Linked DNA regions of Gossypium raimondii: region 2 is linked to region 1. A link is a contact called in public Hi-C data. All regions are on one chromosome and are shown on one strand. Each heading gives the region's core, a stretch centred on a gene start, on an enhancer-like site or on the middle of the called end of the contact. The rest is flanking DNA. Distances are from core to core; before and after follow the strand shown. Region 1 holds the start of LOC105773815 (zinc finger CCCH domain-containing protein 64). Region 2 holds the start of LOC105772915 (DNA repair protein recA homolog 3, mitochondrial).

What was found. A called contact is a pair of places that touch in the nucleus more often than the background predicts.
Region 2: a Hi-C map of leaf shows a contact between it and region 1, with 1.8 times the contacts expected there. The contact joins the promoter of LOC105772915 here to the promoter of LOC105773815 in region 1. A contact is called at or near these places in 2 of 2 Hi-C or Micro-C datasets (both in leaf).

What each region holds. Positions count from the first base shown.
Region 1 is chr6:12,219,909-12,224,033 of ASM2569854v1, reverse strand. It overlaps LOC105773815 (zinc finger CCCH domain-containing protein 64), which reads left to right and starts at 2,346. Exons shown (of 11, transcript XR_001127171.2): 1 at 2,346-2,497; 2 at 2,609-2,882; 3 at 3,009-3,138; 4 at 3,230-3,349.
Region 2 is chr6:12,381,547-12,385,671 of ASM2569854v1, reverse strand. It overlaps LOC105772915 (DNA repair protein recA homolog 3, mitochondrial), which reads left to right and starts at 2,435. Exons shown (of 8, transcript XM_052632400.1): 1 at 2,435-2,550; 2 at 3,410-3,467; 3 at 3,901-4,118. The coding sequence starts at 2,548. LOC105772916 (nucleosome assembly protein 1;2) reads left to right here. Exons shown (of 12, transcript XM_012594414.2): 3 at 36-131; 4 at 474-566; 5 at 649-736; 6 at 819-880; 7 at 976-1,160; 8 at 1,275-1,452; 9 at 1,541-1,584; 10 at 1,693-1,897; 11 at 2,014-2,025; 12 at 2,111-2,481. The coding sequence ends at 2,176.

The DNA.
Region 1 (4,125 bases), core at 1,097-3,596:
ATTTTGGAAACAAGAACAGGATATTCAAATCCTTGCTGTGTGCCTGTACTGAAGCCAAAACAGCTGACTTGGATCACTTATCTTTCAAGCAAGTTTAATAAGACAAAAAATCTCTTAAAATTTGATTACACTGTCACCAGTAAGTAGCAGGAACTATATATTGCTGCTGTTTCAGTCAATACCCTTAAGTTAATGGCCCTTGGGCTTGGATTCAACATGAAAAATCTGGTTCTGATACTTTGAAAGTTATATGTGATAGACACAATATCTCTGACAAGCGCCTATCATTTTTGGCGTCATACAAAGTTACAAACAAACAAAGCTAGTCAGGTTCGTAGGAACAATGTTAGGATCTGACCCGGCAAATCATAGCTCACGCAAAGGATTTGTCCTAAACTTGATTGACAACCCCATCCTCTCCATTTTCCAACAAATAAATATAAATCCCCCCCCCCCCCCAAAAAAAAAAAGACTGGTACTTGCCAAAAAAGACGGTCTGGAGAATAAAATTAATATGGTGCTTACTATAATGCTAGTTTTCTAACAAGATTGTTCCATAACTCAAAATGCATAACTTTTTAGTATTATATGCATAATTGCAGAATAAGTGTCATTTTCCCTGTTGGGAATAATGATGGATGAAGTTGAACCCTTAAGATCTTCACATATAGCAGAAAAAAATGGGTGCTTTTGAGATATTAAAATAACATCATTTCAAAAGAGTTTATAATGTGATTCGCAACAGATGGGATGGGACAAAAGGAAATAAAATGAAATGTCATAAAACAACTGGAAGAAGACTTGGGTGTTGACAATGTTGAACTTATTGGGAAGTAGTTTGAGATATTTGAACATGAGCAGCTAGCTCATTCAAGGGAGAGCTGTCACAAACATGCTTTGAGCTGTTTCGATATGGTAACAAGTGAAACAAAAGGTTAGGCATGTCTGATGATGATGATGTGAAGCATATGATGCAAAAAAGGTGGAAGACAGTAATGCCAAAGCTTGCAAAGAGCTGGCCAAATGGTGAAATTAGTTAGCTCCCTGATTTGATCTTTTGAATTGAAAATTCTCCAAAACACCTGCTTTCCTTCAACTGTGTCTGCATTCACAGTGCAGTGCGGGAGAATCAGATGAGAAAATATATAGTCATAATGATCACATGATTAATTATTGTTAACCCTACAATTACGCCAAATTACACAGTCCTAACCCTTGCCATACAACAATTACAGTTGATACCATGAAAGTGAACAATACATCAGACACTGTATAATGAAGAAAACCCTCTACATATGATAGCCTTCCACGTCAACATCTAGAATGAAATACTGCAGCCTCGCAATCTGAATGTGAATACTGCTCTGAAAGATTGTTTTAATTCGTGAAGCATTAGGATATATTTGTTTTGAACTTTGGATTACATCCGGTGAGATGGAAGTAGAAAATCACCATCAAATTGAACTGGATTAAATAATTGTATATATAATAAAAACAAAAGATTAAACTCATATTTATATTAAATAATAAATTTAAATTAATGTTAAATCATAGTTAAATAATATTAAGTGTTTAAATAATAGAAACATTACTTTAAAATATATATTCATATTAACTAATAAAATATACATAATCTTTTTATAAAAATAAATCTTATATAATAATATCTATCTTTACTTTCTATAATTATTAAATTTATATTTATATTACATATAATATATTTAAATTTGACAAAGCCAACTTTCAAAACAAAAATTGTATAAATTAGGATGAATAAAAACAAAATTGAACCAAAAACAAATCAAGGGCTACTAGTGTAACTTTTCATCTTTCTGTTAAAATTAATCGTTAGTTTTAGTGAGATGGGCAGCAACGACATTAAAATTATATATTTGGATTTAAATACAACGAAATATTGTAAAATTATAAAATATATATTAATTTTTAATATAATTGTACTTATAACTTATTTTAAATTTTAATAAATTATAAATAATATATTTATTAAACGGGTTTACTTAATTAGCACATGTAAATGAAAATTGATTAAAACATTTTTAAATCAAGACTAAAATTGTGTTGATAATAACGTAATTAGCTTATTATAAAATTATTATTTTAAAATTTATATAAAGTATTTTGCATTCGAAAATACGAAGTTATTGAAGCAGAAAGTAAAATGGAGAAAGAGAGAAAAATGTAAGATTAAAGTGAGGGTGCAGTCCTCTCAGACCATCAATTTTAGTTTAATTATAACAACACTATTAACTCTCGAGTATATTTGAGCCCAGAAAATATGGGCCGCACGGCTGGGACCATTTGAGACTTTCCGCATAAGCCCAAGTTCCCGGGCTTCAATCTTTCATTTCAGAGAACGCGGCTTCCGGCGTTCACCCCACAACGGTCTCTCTCTTCCTCTCTCATGGCTTCGCCCAGAATTCTACTATGCGGGGACGTTTTAGGCCGTCTCAACCAGCTCTTCAAGCGAGTCAACTCTGTAAGTTTCTTTCATTTCATTTATTTTTTAGATTTCTCCATGTTTCTGTTAGGGTTTGCTTTTTTTTTTTTTTGAACTTCGGGGAGCTAAAAAACGATTATATTTTTTCAGGTAAACAAATCAGCGGGTCCTTTCGATGCTCTTTTTTGCGTGGGTCAGTTCTTCCCCGATGAACCAGATCGGCTTGATGAATTAATGGACTACGTTGAAGGCAGGGCCCAAGTTCCTCTCCCGACTTACTTCATTGGCGATTACGGAGTTGGTGCACCCAAGGTTTTGTCGGCTGTTTCGAGGAATTCCGCTAACCAAGGTTTCAAAATGGACGGTTTCAAGGTTTGCGACAATTTGTTTTGGTTAAAAGGCAGCGGGATGTTCACTTTCCATGGTAATTTTTTTTTTTAAACTTCTTTTAAGTAGTCTTTGTTTGGTTACTGAGAAAGTATACGTAATTAGGCTAGAAAGTGCATGTGAAAATTTTCTATCATATCTGATTTTTTGTGCTTATATTTAGGTTTGTCTGTGGCTTACTTATCCGGTAGGCAGTTGTCTAATGGTCAACAGTTTGGAACATATAGTCAAATTGACATTGACACGCTACGAGCATTCGCTGAGGAACCTGGAATAGTTGATTTCTTTTTAAGATATCCTTTGCTTTGATAGGCATCGAGACTTTAATTTTAAATTTGATTCGCTTTTAGGTTGTTTATTTTGAATTCCTTAATTAGTTTTTACTAATGAATGGCCAAGTGGTATCACAAATAGAGCCACTGCATCAGATATCCCTGCAGGAATCTCAGATTCTTCTGGCGGTGATTCCACTGTCTCCCAACTAGTTGCAGAGATCAAACCACGGTACGTGATGTTTGAAGGTTTTGCATTACTTGGTGCATCCAATTCTCAAATATACAGTTTTTATGCTTCTTGTCAGATATATGATGCTGTTTCCATGACCATGAATGTTTATTTTATGGTTCTTGTTCAAATTAGTATTTAATGATGACTCTTATCTCACAACGACTTCAAGTTGAAATGACTAATGACAGAACCCAACTCGATGTTAATAGAAAAATTATCGAGTCAGGTACATTAATCCTTATATTGTTCATGTTCTAAGGCCATACACTTAGTGATATGTTAGAAATGAAAGATACATTTGATACTTTGAACTATATTCTGCTTTTTTGACATCTCTGGCTTGTTGTGTGTCCAAGACTCAGTGTTCTACTATCAAATGAAAGCTTATCTTAGACTTTTAGACATCTTGATATTGTAAAAGGCTCAAGCTTTTAGTGAGATCCATATCTCCTCTCATTTGAAATATCTCTAGTCCAATCTTACCATCCCCTTTCAGAACAACAATTTAATGGTCAGATGCTGTTTGTTGTATGTATTTAACCACCTCAAGTACTGCCTTGTAATGTTAGGAGTTGAATTTCATTTTCATGAAATATCTGAAACTATAGAATATGCAATAATGGTTCAGTCTGAAGTGCAAAGAAATGTTCACTGGAAGGAAAGATTTTAGGGCGAATTTGATAGTCACTAGCATTTTCTATTGGCTGGAAAAATCGAGAGTGATGTGCCAATCCGCTTAGACATCTCAATGTGGCCATTTTCAGAGCAGTTTT
Region 2 (4,125 bases), core at 1,186-3,685, 160 kb before region 1:
ATTTTTTTTTTGTTTTTTGATATTTTGGTTTGCAGAATAAACTTCAAAGTCTTGCTGGGGATCACTCCGATGTGCTGGAGAGTCTATCACCGATTGTCAGGAAGCGTGTCGAGGTTCTTAGGGAGATCCAGGCATGCTCTTTCTCCCTAAGCTTTTTCGATACTCTGTTAAGTTTTATTCTGATATCACTGATGGTTTAGTTGTTTTTGTAGCGGGGTCTACTCTATTATGGTTAAGAAACTGGAGTATATTGGATGTATGGGGTTGTTAATGTGTTGAATTTCTAAGATCATCTATGCACATTTTTATTGGATTTACTTTTGGTAGGGTAGAAAGTTCATTGTTCTTGCTATGCAGCTACTTTCCGTTCCCATCTAGATTGATTTAGATTGTTGTAATCTAACTTTTATTTATTTTAGCTGCAAAGTGGTTGGAAGGGGAATGCCATTTTTGATCCCTATTTTTTTTAACAGAGCCAACATGATGAATTGGAGGCTAAGTTTTTTGAGGAGAGGGCAGCACTTGAAGCTAAATATCAAAAACTATATCAACCCTTGTATGCTAAGGTTTGCATTTTCAATTTTGCTTTAGTTATTGGCTAATCAGTTACTGTCGCCATTCAGCTGACTTATTACCTTATTTTTGTAGCGATATGATATTGTGAATGGCCTTGCTGATGCTGAAGGAACAGCAAATGAAGCTGCCAAGGACCAAGGAGAGGAAAAGGATGCTGAAGGTATGATCTTATTGAGTCATTTCTTTTCCCATATGCACCTTTCTTTCTGTGGACGATGTTTATAAAATTATGCTTTATGCAGAGAAAGGGGTGCCTGATTTTTGGCTTACTGCAATGAAAAATAATGAAGTGCTCTCTGATGAGGTGAGTATCCAATTACTATTATTTTTATAACTCTTTTTGTTTTTTTGGTTGGAAATGGTTAAGCTTATCTCTACATCCTTTGTGTTTGGAACCAGATCACTGAGCGTGATGAAGGAGCTCTCAAGTATCTCAAGGATATTAAGTGGTACAGGGTAGAGGAACCCAAAGGATTCAAGCTTGAGTTTTACTTTGACACCAATCCTTATTTCAAGAATACTGTGCTGACAAAGACATATCTCATGATTGATGAAGATGAACCTATTCTTGAGAAAGCAATTGGGTAAATACTATTACCTATCCTTTTAGAGAATTCCCTATTGGATTGTTAAATATGTCCAGATTACTGGAGGTTCTTACTTCTTTTAACTAAAACTTCTTTGCACCTAATTTGTAGGACTGAAATTGAATGGTATCCTGGAAAATGCTTAACGCAAAAGCTTCTTAAAAAGAAGCCTAAGAAGGGTTCAAAGAATGCCAAGCCAATCACTAAAACAGAGGAGTGTGAAAGTTTCTTCAACTTCTTCAATCCTCCTCAAGTTCCTGAGGATGATGAAGACATTGATGAAGATACTGTAAGCCCAACCTCACCAGATCTATATAAACATGGATGATTGATTACATTTCTTCTGCTATTCCAATTGTTTTTACTTTCTTGCACAGGCTGAGGAGCTACAAAATCAAATGGAACAAGATTATGACATCGGGTGTGTTCTCTTTTCTTCTTACTCTAGTCATTGAGTGAGACGTCATTAATCATTGTTACATGTATTTGAAATACCTACTTATTTTATGCTATCTGTTTCTTTTTGCAGATCAACAATTCGAGACAAGATTATTCCACATGCTGTGTCATGGTTTACAGGAGAAGCTATCCAGGGAGATGAGCTTGATATAGATGACGATGAAGAAGATGACGATGATGATGATGAGGAGGAGGAAGAGGATGATGAGGAAGAGGATGAGGATGAGGATGCTGACGATGAGGATGCTGACGAAGGAAGTAAGACCAAAAAGAAGGTATGAGATGCTAATTTTAGGGTGTGTTATAATGTGTGCTCAATTGTTTGTTCAAAATCTGAAGTGATGCTAATATTTCTTTTGTTTCTTGCATATTGCTTGAAAATGTGCTGCAGTCTGCTCATAAGGTACACCAATTCCATATCATTTAGGTCTCTCTTTTGGCCCTTCTATTGAAAATTTATTCTTAATTATGTTCGTTGTGTATCGCAGAAGAGTGGTAAAGCAGTAGGGGATGGGCAGCAAGGTGAGAGGCCTCCGGAATGCAAGCAGCAGTAGAAATTAATTGCTGCCGTTGAGTGTGGTTTATAAGATTTTGATTGGAAGAAGCGGGAGAAAGGGAGGGTTTGCAGTTTTGGTGGTTATTTATTTCTACAGTTTTATGTTATTGCTATGAGTATGATTGGTTTCTACAGTCGTTTTATCCTTTTTGGTCTGTTGGTTTGGTAGGATGGTCTGGTAATGGTACTCTAAGATGTTTTGGGATTTTGTTTTAATGTTTAATGTTTCCAGAAACTCTTTAAGTTCTTGTGATAGCTTGTTATCAATTATTTAATGGCCAGTCTGATTAAAGTTATTTTTTATATACCTTTTATATACCAAGTTCTGTTGCGCATGGCTTGTGGTTGGACGGCAGCAATTATGGTCGCATGGTATTTCCATGGATCTTCAATTTTATTTCTAATGTTCTTGCAACTTCAAAAAATTATGGCTGCAAAAATAATACAAAATAAAACATCTGTCGCAGCCCTTTCTACGATTACTGTAGATTTTGTTTGAAAAAATTAGATTTATTTCACTGTTTTAAGTATTATGCCTTTGTTCATATTTATATGTCATTATTTTTGTTATTTTTAAAAAAATCCAGCTCAACTTCATAGAAAAAAATCTCATTAATTAACCGTTTTTTAACGATATTAATGATAAAATGATTAAAATATATCAAACGGAATATAATACAACAAAATATAATATAATATAATAGGAACACCAAATTTGATTAAAATTCCCTGGAGGCCCAGCAGGCTCCCACCCCCCCGCCCGTGGTGGGTACCTAACCACTGTAGTGCAAATCTCAAAAAGGAGGGAAACTCAAACCCTAACATCTCAGATCCACAGCAGCAGAGCTCAGTGTCTGTCTGTTTGTCTTTCCATTTCTTTCCTCCCTTTTTAATCCATGGTATTAAGTAACATCTAATCACAACTAGTTTGTTCTTCTTTTCCCACATCTTATACTTCTAAACCAAGCTCCTTTCCCTTGCATGCTATGGCCACCTTTCTTCGAAATGTTTCATCTCTTAAACGTTCTCTCTTCGCTCCACAGGTTTTAAAAACCTTACCCTTTTCTTTATTTTCTTCCATAACTTCATATCCTTTGTTTTTCTCATGTTTAATCTGATTGTCTTGCACTATGTTCATTTTTTTATATAAAAAAATGGTAGTTTAGGAACAGTAGAAAAAAAAAAATATATGAAGCCGTGAATCAACTGTTCTCTTTTTTCCTTTTTGCAGGTTTGTAGGGGAGGGGTGTTAAGGTCATCTTCTCAGCTGTGTAACTTTTCTTCTAAAGGTAACTGAAATTCCATTGAAAAGCTTCAATTTGAATGTCGGTACTCAAATATTGTTATTTGGGTATCTGGTATTCTATTTCTATGTTTTAAATCACGTTTTGGTTTTTGAGTAGAATTTTAATTCAGGTAATCATCTGAATGTGATTGTAGAAGAGTGCTTTGTCATGGGATTTTTATTAGATTAATAAATGTTTGAATTCTATAATGATTTTTAATTGAAACAAGTCAGCTGTACTGTAAAGCGCAGTGCTTAATGTAGTGTCATCTTTTATCCAACAATAAAAATTATAAATTCATGCCATTTAAAAGATGGAGTTCTTTGGCTATTTTTCTTGAACTGGATTCATTGGAGTTAAAAAGTGAAATCTAATACTCTGTTTTTTTTGAGTAAATGAAATCTGATACTTTTTCTTTGTTTGTGTCCTATTGAAGGTAGAAGGAAATCCAAGTCAGATTCAAGTGATTCGTGCGATGAGAATATGCTCAAGAAAGATTTAGCTCTAAAACTTGCCTTGGATCAGATTACGAGTTCTTTTGGAAAAGGATCTATCATGTGGCTTGGTCGTGCTATGTCTCCTCGAAATGTTCCAGTAGTTTCCACTGGTTCTTTTGCTCTGGACATAGCACTTGGAATCGGTGGCCTTCCAAAGGTACTCT